Regions from separate parts of the Anas platyrhynchos genome. Here region 2 is linked to region 1. A link is a contact called in public Hi-C data. All regions are on one chromosome and are shown on one strand. The core of a region is the stretch at or near the end of the contact, and the rest is flanking DNA. Distances in the headings are between cores, read along the strand shown.

Region 1 (3,134 bases), core at 173-2,672:
GGTCCTTGCTTGACACTCACACACACACAGGAAAAAAAAAAAAGAAAAGAAAAAAAAAAGGAAAAAAAAAGAAGAAAAAAAAAGAAAAAAAAAAGGAAAAAAAAAAAGTTTAGTCACAAAAAACTGGGCAGGGCACTGAAGAGCTGGATGCTTTTCCGAGCTCTTCTGGCTTGCACAGGTACCCCAGAATTGATGCTCTAAATCCGTATTGTGGCCCTGGAGTCATGTCAGCAGAGTTCAGTGCCCAGCCTGTGACAAGCTTTTCTCCCTCCACCACAGCACAGCACAGGGTCTGTTGGTCCCAAGGGGGAGTGCGTCTTTGCTTTCAGTAATGCTGCTTAGAAGCAAGGAGACTCTTTTCAAGATTATCCGAATCTCTCAGCACTTTGTGCTTTAGCACTCCCTGGTTCTGCACACAGTGCCAAAGTCATGTGTTTCTGCCACAGCCTCTTTATGGGCCATCACAGAAATGTGCTTGGGTTGACTTAGGGATCCTGAGGATGTTATATATAATTGTGCAACAGAGCTTCTGAGGTAAAAAGCAGACAATGTGTTGCATGTCTGACATATCTGGACAGTCTAGGCCTGCTCTGTACCAGAGAAGACCAACTATATGATAAAGAGGTGTGTTTAGGGCAGAAAACTCACACCAACAGGACACCTGCCTACATACTGGAGAGGATGGCAAGGCACAGTGGCCAGGCTCATGACAGCTGTTATCCTTGTCTCACAGAAAAGGACACCATTTCCTGTCTGCCTGGAAGCAATGAAAAGGTCTCCCCCATCCCTCGGCACACACAAGCACACATGCTCCATTTGAAATCGGGGAACAGCTACCTCAGTAAAGACGAGGCATGTAGGCATTGACAGTTCCATCAGAAACCTTTCAGAAACACCTCGTTATTATCCACAGTCATTGCCACTTAGTCTGGATGCAGAGCTGCCAAAGGATTTGGAGGAGCTCTGTCAGCATCCTGCAAGTGTTGTCTCAGGATTTCAGTGCTATCAGTTTTGATTAAAGCAGCATCTTCTGCATTTGTTTCCCTAAATGCTTTACTACCTAAAGTAACAAACACAGATAGGTGTTCTTGGCTGTCTTGTCAAGAACAAAAAAATAAAATTAATAAAAATCTGTGAAATAGAAGTCCACTTTTTAAATAGAGAGACTGCAAAATAGCTCTACTTCCCAAGTATTATTTAATGGTAATGAAGAGAGCATAAGATGAGCTATATTGGAAAAGCAATAAAGGCCAAGTTGATGTACATGACGTCTAATTTCTACATCAATTGATTCACCATTGATGTAGTAGTGTATTTATACACCCTGCCCCCCAAAATGAGGCATTAGGTATGGCAAAGTGCTCCTCCTTGATGAACACCAGTGTGCTTATAGCCTGTGCTCTTTTTTGATTAGCTTGCTAATAGGATAGTCTAAACAGCACTTTTTCCCCGCTAATCTCGAAATAGTGATAAACAATTAGGGTCAGCTGCATACCTAGCCAAAAAGCCTGCAAGCACATGACAGTAGCTTTGTGGGGAAGCTATGATAAATCCTATGTGCTGTGAGGGGAACACATCTCAATTTGTGCGCATTTCAAGTAGGGTCCTCAGAAGCCCTTGCTCTTGGCCTTGCCCTCACTGAAGTTGCTGGAGGTTCTTAGGCCACCACTAAAAACAACTGCAAAATGACTTTCATCTAACCTCTGTAAGCCCCAGAGAGTGGGCTACATAGCTGAAGGGTTTTTGGTCCTGGGTCACTGGTGAAAATCTGATGCAGGTCCTTTACAGATGACCGGTCTTTTGCATGTAATGACTTTCAAGCAGATTTTGGTCTTCTTCTGGTATCTAATGGATATGAAAATTTGACAGGAAATCCTGCTAAGTGCTACCAGACAGGTCCTTTTCTTGGCAACTGCAACAAAGAAGCAGAGGTTGAAAAGGAGCATGTAAGCATGAAGCTGAAATCTCTCTCTCACTGCTGGGTTATCAGGAAGGTGAAGCTCAGGCATATTACTGGGCAGCAGGAGGGCAGCCTGGCTTCCTGACGAATCTGTTTTGCAAATAAATAGCGACATCTGCTTACTCAGACTGTCCTGCTGATATTCCTCACATGTACCAGGGTCATTTGCTTTCTATGTGTAAGAAACATGATTTTTTTTTTCCCCTTGCATATTCCCACTTCTGTCACCACAGGACTCAATGTAATTTTTCTGTAAGCCAAAGTAGTGTGCCCATGGCAAAGGCAGGTGCAGTTCAGGCTTAAATTGGGCAGCATGTCCAATGAGGGGACTGTGACTGCATTGTGTGGCAGAGAGCTGAACAGAATGCCAGCTGTGCAGCAGGAGGGGTGCCAGAAACTCCTCTCAGCTCAGTGCAGCATGGCCTGTCTACTCCTGAAATCTGAACAAGGGTTATAGCAAACATGGTGGCTTGTGCTACGTGGACCACAAAGTATTTAAAAATACCAGCTTTTGCTTTGTCATCATTAATTTCAAAATCTATGTTTCAAGTAGGCTACCAAATCAAGTTTGTTTCAAAATCTCCTACCATGGCTTTCTAAATCAGCCTGTGAAATAGCTGATTAGATGGTATTATACCAGATCACGTTCCCTTCACATGATAGTAAATTTTAGAAACTCTTGGCTAATCAAAAACTTGAGGCTGCAGTAATGAGAGCTTCATTAGAAAGTCACAGGTAGATTTTAGCACTGCCTACGTTGTTCCACATCTGGCATTCACTGAGAAATTATAGGCCGTTGTGTTTAGATGTGTAGATGCTGTGCTATGTTTGATAGCTTACTGAGGATTTTTTATTTTCTTTCCAGTTCAGGAGAGCAAATAGCTTACATTGGCTTGTTCTGTCAAATTCAAGCTGACACAGTCACTCCATAAGGAACATCTGTCTTTCCAATATATTTATGACCAAATGTTTCAGGTACCAAAACCAGAAAAAGTAAAATAATTCACTTAATGACAACACAATCGGGAGGTGTTCCAGCTCTGTGCAGGCAAAGGTTACTGTAGATTATGTATGGGCATGCACAGCTAGCAGTGCTGCTATTCTAACAAAAGGGTAAGAAAGGGCCTTTAAACAGCATGGAATACTTGGATAACATAAGGAGCTGGGGAAAAAA
Region 2 (3,167 bases), core at 103-2,602, 57 kb after region 1:
GTTTTGCATACAATGATATATATAGCAAGAAAGAAAACCCTATAGCCCACTTAGAAGGGTTAAAGGTTAGGAAGTGGGAATATAAACTATGCTATGCAATCTAATTCTTGACATAATTGCATTTGGTTTTGTGCAAAAGCCACATGCAATCATGTGTTCCAAATGTAGTGTTTACTTTATAGAAATCTTTCTGTACCTATATTAGAAACCGAGAAAGAAACTATGTAAAAGTTCAATCATTCAGCACGTTTAACCATTTACGAGTTGTTTATTAATATTTTATTAACTATTGCTTGAATGAACAGGAAAAAATGTTGCTTACCATTTCAGAGAAAGTAAATGATCTTTAGTTTAATGATTTAACATGCAAGCTTTATGAAATTATCAGAAGTGTTGGTTGCTTTGGTATACTTACATTCCTCTAACAGGATAGATGGAAGAGTAACTGTGTTGGGTCTGTCTGAGCTGGAGTCACCTTTTCCCTGCAGTAGCCCACACAGTGCTGTGCTCTGCACTCGTGGCTGGAACAGAACTGATATCACTCCAGTGTTGTGTCTATTGCTGTGTAGTGCTGGCACAGCATCAGGACTCCCTCCAAGCCCCCAGGAGCCAGCAGGCTGGGGGTGGGCAAGTGATGGGGAGGGGACACTGCCAGGGCAGCTGACCTAAACCAACCAAAGGGATATTCCATAACACCTGATGTCACACTCAACAATAAAAAGGGGGGCTCTCGTGGGGTAGGGGGCTGTTCCTCCTGAACAACCACTACGTGTTTTGAGGCCCTACTTTCCAGGACGTGGCTGAACATCGCTCGTTGATGGGAAGTAGAGAATAATTTTTTTCCTTCTCTCTGTGCTTCCACGCGGACTGATTGTTTCTTTTGTTTCTTTTTTTCCTCCCCATTCCCTTTCCCTTTAATTAAACCTTTCTCATCTCAAACCTCGAGTTCTCTGTGTTGTATTTTCTCTCCCTTCCTCTTTGAGGAGAGGGGGAGTGAGAGAGCGGTTGTGGTGGAGCTCGGCTGCCCACCTGAGTAAAACCACCACAGTAACATATAATACATTGTGTTCTCTTGCATGAAGAATGCAATTCCTTTTTGGTCTGTCTGGCTTTTTTCTTCTACAGACTTCATTTTCTACCTTTACTCTTTCTTGCCAGATAGCATTCTTTGCTTGTGGTAGAAATGCACCCAGCAATTGAATCACCTCCTTTCTGAAAGTGGACAACCTTGTGATGCACTTTTTAAAAGTACAAGTCGCGTTTACAGCAGCTGGACTGCAACAGATTTTGAAAGATTGTGAAAAAATATTGGTATGTCTGCCAGCAGGAAGTGTTTTTATGGATGCAAAGGCTGTACAGAAACCAGAGCTCACATTCATGCTCTCCAAGTATGATAACACCCCGTATATAATACAATACACATTATAATCTCTCCCAAATTTCTGTTTTACTCTGCAAGGTATATACTTTCAGGAACCATTTAATAATAATAATAATAACTAAAACAAAAAATAGTTGTTATTTTGTCTGTGATTGTTTTAACATATCAGGTTAGTGTAGCAGATCATGCTGTTTGCACATGTACACTCTAATTCTCAGTAAAAGGGGGCGAAACTGAATTCCATTACTGAAACATATCTAATGATCTGTGTGACTAAAACACTAAAATTGGAGTGTAATCTGAGAGATACAAAGTTAATAGAAAAATAATATCGGTATATTTAACATTAAGAACATTTGAATGTATAGGCAGCTGGGAATATAGCAGAAAAACGTGTTAGCTAGGAAGGTCCAAAGGTACACTTTTGGCAGATTGATCAGATACCAAAACCACTAAAGGAGAGTCAATCATACCCTTTGCACATAACTGAGGAAAAAAAGTTAGGGTTTTAGGTGTTAATTGGTTTGGGAGAAAAATGCAGATCATTTTCTATTAAAAAGCCAGTTTGCCCTAAATCAGGTGATTCTATTTTTTACCTGAAATTTGTAGTGTGCTTAAATAAGACAAACACAACAAATATGTTGTTAAAGGGGACTTCACTGGAGGAAAATATGATTGGAAGAAAAAAAATATTGTAGAAGTGTCAATGAAAATGCATTATTGAATGAGGGTACTGCCATTGAATTTCTGTAGGATAAAAGGGGAAGCTTCTATCTTTTCTGTAAAGGTCCAGATGTGTGTATGAAATATCTACCACTAGAACTCATGGATGAGCCAAACACTTGCAGAACACTAAAAATGAAGTCAGGATGATGACATAGAATGAATAGTCTGAAGAGCTGCCTTAAAGAAGTGCTTTAAGACCTGCAGATGCAAAGTCACTATGAGGGTAACTGAGCACTGGCACAGGTTGCCCAGAGAGGTTGTGGAGTCTTCATCCTTCAAGACAGTCAAAAGACATGGTCCTGGGCAGCCTGCTTGGGGTGGCCCTGCTTAAGCAGGGGCCTGGACCAGGTGGCCTCCAGAGGTGCCTTCTAACCTCAAACATTCCGTGATTCAGTGATATCTGAGACACTGAAATGGCTATGGTACCTAAAATGTTCAAGAGAGTATGACCATTGATTTCCTGAAAGCAAGAAGTACAAGTAATGAGGGAGTAGGCAGTAAATTAAAGACCTAAGAATTCTTCTGTCCCTACTTCACAGTATGGAGATACTAAACTTTTCTGCTTGGAGTTTTGATCGTCTGTGGGACACATGATTCCTAGTTAAAGTAGAGGAGGATTCAATTGGTTTGGATTATTATTAAGAGGAAAAAATGGGTTCTAAAGCAGTATAAAATGAAAGGCAGCTAAACTTTCCAAGAACAAGATCACATCAAAAACAATAGCCAGTGCAAATGTACATCCATATATATACAGGAGATGACTCTTCCATATATGGTCTCTGTCTATATATACACATGGTGCCATGCAAAGAAATTCAGGTAACAGGACAGGGACAGAGACAGAAAGCCTAAAGTGGAGTATTTGTAGTAGAGAGAAAGAAAAGCAAACAACAACAACAGTGGTTACAGGAGATGAAGAGTCATAGGGCAAAATCAAACACTTCATGTTCAACTGCAACAACTATCAAAAAAAAAAAAAAAAAAAAAAGGAGCAGCACCTACAGAATGCTGAGAATATTGAGAATCCCGGGGAGAAAGCCAATATTTGCCATAAGACCTT

What was found. A called contact is a pair of places that touch in the nucleus more often than the background predicts.
Region 2: a Hi-C map of small yellow follicle shows a contact between it and region 1, with 2.6 times the contacts expected there. The contact joins two enhancer-like sites. A contact is called at or near these places in 2 of 8 Hi-C or Micro-C datasets (F5 follicle and small yellow follicle).

The regions. Positions count from the first base shown.
Region 1 is chr11:4,069,854-4,072,987 of IASCAAS_PekinDuck_T2T, forward strand. No RefSeq gene overlaps it. Among named protein-coding and RNA genes, the nearest start is that of SEMA6D, 21 kb to the right of the region's middle. Within about 2 kb of position 1,423, at least 1 of the 8 cell types and tissues checked has an H3K27ac peak or open chromatin away from gene starts, as enhancers often do. A contact at or near this core is called in small yellow follicle, where this site is marked.
Region 2 is chr11:4,126,634-4,129,800 of IASCAAS_PekinDuck_T2T, forward strand. All of the region lies in intron 1 of SEMA6D (semaphorin 6D), which reads left to right. Among named protein-coding and RNA genes, the nearest start is that of SEMA6D, 36 kb to the left of the region's middle. Within about 2 kb of position 1,353, at least 3 of the 8 cell types and tissues checked have an H3K27ac peak or open chromatin away from gene starts, as enhancers often do. A contact at or near this core is called in small yellow follicle, where this site is marked.